Linked DNA regions of Xenopus laevis: region 1 is linked to region 2. The links are chromatin contacts, called in public Hi-C maps. All regions are on one chromosome and are shown on one strand. Each heading gives the region's core, a stretch centred on a gene start, on an enhancer-like site or on the middle of the called end of the contact. The rest is flanking DNA. Distances are from core to core; before and after follow the strand shown. Region 1 overlaps spata5.L (ATPase family protein 2 homolog). Region 2 holds the start of spry1.L (sprouty RTK signaling antagonist 1 L homeolog).

Region 1 (4,162 bases), core at 320-2,819, 120 kb before region 2:
AGTGCAGTCAACATATCTTGGTAGAATATTTCAATTTACCAAAGATTCGGGGCCTTAAATTTAATCTTCTCTGGGGCCCAGTAATGTCTATTTACTCCACTAAAAATGGGTGCATATACAGTGGTGTGAAAAACTATTTGCCCCCTTCCTGATTTCTTATTCTTTTGCATGTTTGTCACACAAAATGTTTCTGATCATCAAACACATTTAACTATTAGTCAAAGATAACACAAGTAAACACAAAATGCAGTTTTTAAATGAGGGTTTTTATTATTTAGGGAGAAAAGAAATCCAAACCTGTGTGAAAAGTAATTGCCCCCTGAACCTAATAACTGGTTGGGCCACCCTTAGCAGCAATAACTGCAATCAAGCGTTTGCGATAACTTGCAACGAGTCTTTTACAGCGCTCTGGAGGAATTTTGGCCCACTCATCTTTGCAGAATTGTTGTAATTCAGCTTTATTTGAGGGTTTTCTAGCATGAACCGCCTTTTTAAGGTCATGCCAATAGGATTCAGGTCAGGACTTTGACTAGGCCACTCCAAAGTCTTCATTTTGTTTTTCTTCAGCCATTCAGAGGTGGATTTGCTGGTGTGTTTTGGGTCATTGTCCTGCTGCAGCACCCAAGATCGCTTCAGCTTGAGTTCACGAACAGATGGCCGGACATTCTCCTTCAGGATTTTTTGGTAGACAGTAGAATTCATGGTTCCATCTATCACAGCAAGTCTTCCAGGTCCTGAAGCAGCAAAACAACCCCAGACCATCACACTACCACCACCATATTTTACTGTTGGTATGATGTTCTTTTTCTGAAATGCTGTGTTACTTTTACGCCAGATGTAACGGGAGGCACACCTTCCAAAAAGTTCAACTTTTGTCTCGTCGGTCCACAAGGTATTTTCCCAAAAGTCCTGGCAATCATTGAGATGTTTTTTTAGCAAAATTGAGACGAGCCTTAATGTTCTTTTTGCTTAAAAGTGGTTTGCGCCTTGGAAATCTGCCATGCAGGCCGTTTTTGCCCAGTCTCTTTCTTATGGTGGAGTCGTGAACACTGACCTTAATTGAGGCAAGTGAGGCCTGCAGTTCTTTAGATGTTGTCCTGGGGTCTTTTGTGGCCTCTCGGATGAGTTGTCTCTGCGCTCTTGGGGTAATTTTGGTCGGCCGGCCACTCCTGGGAAGGTTCACCACTGTTCCATGTTTTTGCCATTTGTGGATAATGGCTCTCACTGTGGTTCGCTGGAGTCCCAAAGCTTTAGAAATGGCTTTATAACCTTTGAAATTGAACTCAGGTGTGATAAACCACAGTTAAGTTATTTTTTAACAAGGGGGGCAATCACTTTTTCACACAGGCCCATGTAGATTTGGAGTTTTTTTTCTCCCTTAATAACGTAAACCTTCATTTAAAAACTGCATTTTGTGTTCAATTATGTTATCTTTGACTAATAGTTAACGGTTTTTGATGAGCAGAAACATTTAAGTGTGACAAACATGCAAAAGAATAAGAAATCAGGAAGGGGGCAAATAGTTTTTCACACCACTGTAGTGCTCACTGTGTGCCATCATTTTTCAAGGAATGGTTGAGTGATTACCACTGTATGTTTACTGTGTGACTAATGTGTGAAGCCTTAGGCAGTAAAAACTTTGTGCAAGAGCTTCTCCATGTATTCATACATACCTATTCAATGAAAAATAAGCCACCCAATGACCCGATTTCCTTTCCGTTCTTTGTCATCTGTCTGTCTAACTTGTGGGTAGGGTTGCCACCTTTTCAAAAAAATATTTACCGGACAGTTGTGGGGACGGGAACTAAAGGGGCAGGCCATGATGCAAAAAGGGGCGGACTGTGATGCAAAAATTGGTGGAGACATGGGGGGGTTCCACAAATGGGCCGGGCCATGTCTTGCAATACCAAGAAAACAAAGAAACGGTAAATTCCACTGGAGGGCCAAGGGCTTTTGTTAAGGGTATTACAAATTAACGGCAACTACATTGCCTGTAAATTTGTAATTCCGACCTTGGCAGGTGTTTTACCGGCAGGGATAAAGGTACCCACTCACTGATCAAAGTCAGAATTGTTTTATACATTACTTAACCATAGGGCAAACGGGGTGATATATTTTTATGTATCATTCTGCTGTATAATTAAATACATCCTGAAGCCAACAGATTACACGCATATTAATCCCAAAGCACATTTTATTAGTTTAGGAACTCTGGGGTCCGTTTACTAAAGTGCGTTAAAAATATTCGCACAATATATAGACAGAATTTTCGCCAAATATGTTATCGCCAGTTTACTAACCTGCGGTAAATATAAATTTGCGAATTTTCTTGCGCAAGAATAATTGTTCGCCAGTTATCGCATTTGCTGAAAATAACGCTACGTACACATTAACGCATGGTTTACTAAACAGCGAAATGTGCTAAAGACAAAATTAACGCCAGAATATTCGCAAACTTTTACCGCCACATATGAAGTGGCGTAAAAGTATTTTTTCTGCCAGAAAATTCTCAAGGGGCAGGAAATATCCCATAATAATGTTTTTTTTTTACCCATCATTCTTTGCTGACAGGAGAGAGATCTGTAGCTATTGCTGACAGGATGTTTGGCTTCTGTTTCTATCTGGTGCAACAGCAGCAGTTTCAGCTCAGAGTCGTATTATTGGCAGTGGCATCACAGTCCAAGGATTCGTCAGCCTCTACACTTTTTGGTTTCATTGGGATTGGCTACATTAAACTGTACATTTCTATGAAGCAAAGAGATTGACTGGTATCATTTCCTATGATTCTATTGGCAGAAGGGTTTATATGATGCATAAATGTTTGATTGGTGGTACTCTGGTGATGTTGTTGGATGGTATAATCATCAGTCAATAAAGTTTATAAGTTTTGAAGATGCATTTCTGGCCATAAATGTCACAGTAAAAATTGCCATAATAACCGCCATAAAACAAGACTATTTTATAGCATAAATATTCGCAAAAACGTAATTTTTCGCCAGAAAATTCGCAACTCGCTAAAATTACCTCTAACGTAAGCTGGTTCCTTATCGTAGTTACCGCAAGTGATCGCAATGACTTCTGAGCGCATCGCTGTTTAGTAAATTTAGTCGCTGCGAATATTCTGGCGTAAAAATATTCTCAGCGATAACATGCGGAAACTTAAAGTCAGATTTAACGCACTTTAGTAAACGGACCCCTATATTTATAGTTTGGTTGTAGGCTTTACAGGGGGAGAACTAAATGTCTGGACTACAGGTATGGGATCTGTTGAAACCCATTATCCAGAAAGCTTCGAATTACAGGAAGGCGATCTCCCATAGACTACAGGTTATCCAAATAATCAAAATTTTTAAAAATTATTTCATTTTTCTCTGTAATAACAAAACAGTAACTTGTACATCATCAAAACTAAGATATAATTAGTGCTTATTGGAAGCAAAACCAGCCTATTGGGTTTATTTAATGTTTACATGATTTTCTAGTAGGTTATGGTATGAAGATCCAAATCACTGAAAGATCCGTTATCTGGAAAACCCCAGGTCCCAAGCATTCTGGATAACAGGTCCCATACCTGTATTAGTAGTGCTATAAATAATAACAACAGTCCATCTGCAATCTGAACTGACCCTGGATTTCCATTCCAAAAAATACACAGGGTGACACCTGAGTGTATGTGATTTGGAAGTGAAGAGATGTTGACAGCTAATCAAACCGTACTTATTGGGATTGTCTGGCACATCAAAGTGCAAACTCTTACACTCCCTGCTACCTTTAAGGATTGTTTTGCATTCCTGTGGGCAAACAGCATCTGCTTTTGAGGGAGGAAAAAAAAGTGAGAAAGGAGTTTGTGGGGGGCTTTGGAAAAATAGGTCAAATCCGTGTTTTTCCAGGTGCTACTCAAATAATCCGCTCTTTGTAGGGAGATGGAGAAAATCCAGCTATTGTCCAATTAGATAAAGCAGAGCTTCCATCCTTAAGTGAAACACCACTATGATGTATTTGTGTGCAGCAGTCTGGAAAGCTTAACATATAGTATTCCTCTAGGGATATTTACTGTAACTGAAAAAAATCACAATAACATGATGCAAAAATTTAATCCAGAGTTGTGTTGCTTCAATTGCTTAACCCTTTAAAAGCTGCACATGTAGCACACAGTAGAGCA
Region 2 (3,870 bases), core at 1,322-3,821:
ACACCCTCATTCATCACCATTTATTCACTGCCCATCGCTTCTCATGTGGATTTCCTATCCGTGCTGAGGATTTAAGCGGCTCTCGCACAAGTAACCCGAGGAATATTTGCATGGGGCCGCTGCTTTCAATTTAAAGGACTTTTGCTATCGTTAAGTACAGGATCTCTGGAGTTTACGTGTCGCTGAAATAAAGGGGTTATATTAATGAAAACGTGTTGCGCCTCTTCCCATCGCGTGTAGCTACACGGAGACTTCTGCTGCTGAATCGCTCCTATCCCTGACAGAGGTGCAACTGTTGCCATTCCTGCCCACCCCGGGGCTTGTGGATTTATTTCTTCCCACGGGCTACCCTGGCCCTTATTGTCGTGGCCCCTGGAGAGAAAGCTGCTGCTGCAACAGTCGCACACAATCGTGCAAGCTGTGGGGATTTACTGGAGACATGTCCCATGCTTAGGCCCGCCAGTCCCGTTCGGATCTGCCGCAGCCTGGAGTTGGACGGGTTATTGCTTGGTGCATGCTTGCACAGAGGTAAGTGTCTGCTCTTGTCGCAACGACACAACACAACGATCTTCTACTGCAGCTCCCAACATGCCAGTGAGGCTTTAAGGACATTCCCCCCGTGTCCCCAGTATCTTAGCTGCCACTTACATGATAAATACTACTGCAACAGTTTTAGTGCTGAACTGCAGCTCTCACAGTGGCATCTACATACAGTCCTTACTTGTAGTTGCAGAACAGCTGGAGGGATGCAGCTGCAGTAGAACCCCCATTTTACATCCCCAGATTTGAAGTTTTCCCTCATTTTACATTGTTGTTTTGTGGTGCCACCTATATATTATGCATAATACATTTCCCTGGATTTTACAACTTTTTTTTTTTTTTTTTGGTCCCCTGAAAAACATAAAATGTGGGTTCTATTGTACTTTACACCCCCATATTGGGGCCCCAGTTATGCTTCAGTGCAAACTAGTCGCAGCTGGTGCGGGAGTTAGAGGTGCTTCACATCACGTTGAGGCACAGAAACATATAAAGGAACTGTGTACTGTACCCCCCTACTCCCTTCCAACGCAGGATCATGGGGCCTGAGACACCTAACCTAGTGGTGGGTGCAGGTAGTTGGACTAGTGCTGGCGAGTGGGTATTTCTATGGAATGTGTAGGACAGTGAATAGAGGGGAGAGGACGCTGGCACACTTGGCATGGGGTAATGAAAAGCGAGACACCGTAGAGCTGGGGGAACCATCTCTTGTACTGGGGCTCCAAGCAGGGAACAGATGGGAAAGAGCTGCAATATGCGGAAAGTCTGCCCCCCTGTGGCAATCTGTGCCTCTCTCCCTCCTCCTCACAGTCACGACTTGTTTTTCATTCATAACTTTTTCCTTCCTTTCCAGTCTCCCCCTCTCTGATCATTGGGATTCTCTCCCTGTAGTCCTCCCTTCCCCAATCAATCTGCCTTTCCTTCTCCCCCATATCCATAGCTTTGCCCATTCCTTCTGTCCAGCTCAGGGCTCTTGATACATTTGGCGCACATTGTACTACAGGTATCGACTATTGGCATTTTCTGCGCAGCAGATCGTGCGACTTTCCTCTTCTTCAATGGAAGTGTTTTGGCGTGTGTGTATTGTGCAGCTGGAGGTGTGACACTTCGGTGAGCTGTGGGATTTGTTAGTGTGGCAGGCATGCACCTCTGCACGTGCCTTCATCTGTGGCTGTTGGGTGCTGCTGCTATCACCCCTCATCTCTGCTTCACCCCTCATCTCTGCATCTGCCTTGCCAATATACATTCAACCTAAAGATCCAATCCTGCGCCTACACTGGAACACTGCTGCTTAGGGGATCACTGGAACAGATAAGCTGGAGGTTAGCGCTGGCAGCACAGACTGATTACTTCTCCTTCTGTCTCTTTTTTCTCTCTTTCTCCCTTTTTTTTGCTTGCTGAGAACTGCAGCTGAGGTGAATATTAAATGACAGGGGTCTGCTGCATTCTTTATTTCTCTATGGCAAAGCTCTAGAAGTTAGATTTGCTTTAAACAACAATACTTGAAGATATAGCCCCTTCCCCAGAATAATCCACTGAAATTCCTGGCTATAGACTTCAGCCCTTTTTGTGATTGGTGACTTTCTTATACAGTTGAGTAAAACTAAAAAGCTTATTTTTTTCAGAAATATATATCTTTTCTCCACCCGGCTAGGTTCTCATTACCAAAAATCATTATGTGTGGCTTTGTTAGCATGCACATTAGCAAAGCAAGACGAACTCGGCGCTGAGACTGTAATGTTACAGTATCTGGAGGCTTTGTGTTTTTCCTGAACCAGTTGCATCATGCACACGCACAGTTGGGTTCTGCCACACACACAATGGCTTTCATTCCGCATTCTCGGTTATCTCATTGTAGCAAGGAGTATATTAAATATAAAGGGGGAAATTTACATTTTTCACTGCGATGATTCACATTTGTCCCTTATGTTGTCTCCCAAAACACCATTCTTAAATATTTATCTTTTTTTGTTGGCAGGTTTTCAGATGCATGCCAAGTTCACGTTGAATGCCAGAAATCAAGATCACTACAGATGGAGCTACAAAGTCAACATGGCATTGGTGGTTCATTAGTCGTGATACAGCAGCCATCTTTAGACAGCCGGCAGCGGTTGGAATATGAACGGGAGGTTCAGCCAGCAGCTATCTTGTCCTTGGATCAGATCAAAGCTCTTCGGAGCAGGAATGAATACACGGAAGGCCCATCCATGGTAAAAAAGACTGCACCGAAAACTGCCCCGAGGCACATTAAGCTGGAACGGACTCACGAAATCATACCAATCAATGTGAATAATAACAATGAGCACAGGCCCACTCACTGGGCACACACAGGACACCAACCTAATGGAAGGGCCCCTGGGCTCAGCAGGTCGACTAGCACTGGTAGTGCAGCCAGTTCTGGTAGTACAAATAGTGCTTCCTCTGAGCAAGAACTCCTGGGGCAATGCCCACCACCCAGATCAGCCTCTGGTCACAGGACTGAAAGGATAGTCCGAATGCAGCCCAAGGCCAGTGCTTTGCCTGTGGAGGACATAAAGAGCTCAATAAAAATGGACTATTCACAACACCGGTTTATATGTGAACAGTGTGGGAAGTGTAAATGCGGAGACTGCACTGCTCCAAGGACCCTGCCTTCGTGCCTGGCTTGTAACAGGCAATGTCTGTGCTCTGTGGAGAGCATGGTGGAATACAGCACTTGCATGTGTCTGGTCAAAGCAGCTTTCTACCACTGTTCCAATGACGATGAGGGAGACTCTTATGCGGATAATCCTTGCTCTTGTACCCAATCACACTGCTGGTCTAGGTACCTTTGCATGGGAGTAATGTCCATCTTCTTACCCTGCTTGCTCTGTTACCCTCCTGCCAAGGGATGTTTAAAACTGTGCCGAGAATGTTATGACAGAGTTAATCGCCCAGGCTGCCGATGCAAGAACTCAAATACAGTATATTGCAAACTGGACGACGTTCCCCGAGGCCAGGGCAAGCCCTCCTGACTTTAGAGGAGAGCGTTTGGCTTCTCCTGACACATTGTGGAAAAGAGTGTGTGTGTTTGTTTGTTTGTGCGTGTGACTTCCTTTTCCCCGTAATAATGTTCTAATATTGACCTTTATCACACAGTAATCCATATTACTGTAACTGATCCTTTCATGCACAGGCATTAACACAGTCTTGTGGTGAGGAAAAGGGGGGGAGGTTAATGGGAGCCCTTTTATTCTCAACGGAACAAGTACATTCGGTTAAAACTGTAGCTATTAATGGTATATCTGATTTTTATCAACCTATTTTTTGGTTCATTTTGTGACTTGGAATGTGGGCGTCTTTTTTTTTTTTTTT

The links. Hi-C and Micro-C count contacts between places; a contact is called where the count stands out from the background.
Region 1: a Hi-C map of the XTC cell line shows a contact between it and region 2, with 4 times the contacts expected there. The contact joins the enhancer-like site here to the promoter of spry1.L in region 2. A contact is called at or near these places in 2 of 4 Hi-C or Micro-C datasets (the XTC cell line and animal cap).

The regions. Positions count from the first base shown.
Region 1 is chr1L:69,779,413-69,783,574 of Xenopus_laevis_v10.1, reverse strand. The region is part of intron 14 of spata5.L (ATPase family protein 2 homolog); the gene reads left to right. Among protein-coding and RNA genes, the nearest start is that of spry1.L, 120 kb to the right of the region's middle. Within about 2 kb of position 1,569, at least 1 of the 7 cell types and tissues checked has an H3K27ac peak or open chromatin away from gene starts, as enhancers often do.
Region 2 is chr1L:69,659,988-69,663,857 of Xenopus_laevis_v10.1, reverse strand. It overlaps spry1.L (sprouty RTK signaling antagonist 1 L homeolog), which reads left to right and starts at 2,571. Exons shown (of 1, transcript NM_001137585.1): 1 at 2,571-3,530. The coding sequence starts at 2,571. The coding sequence ends at 3,530.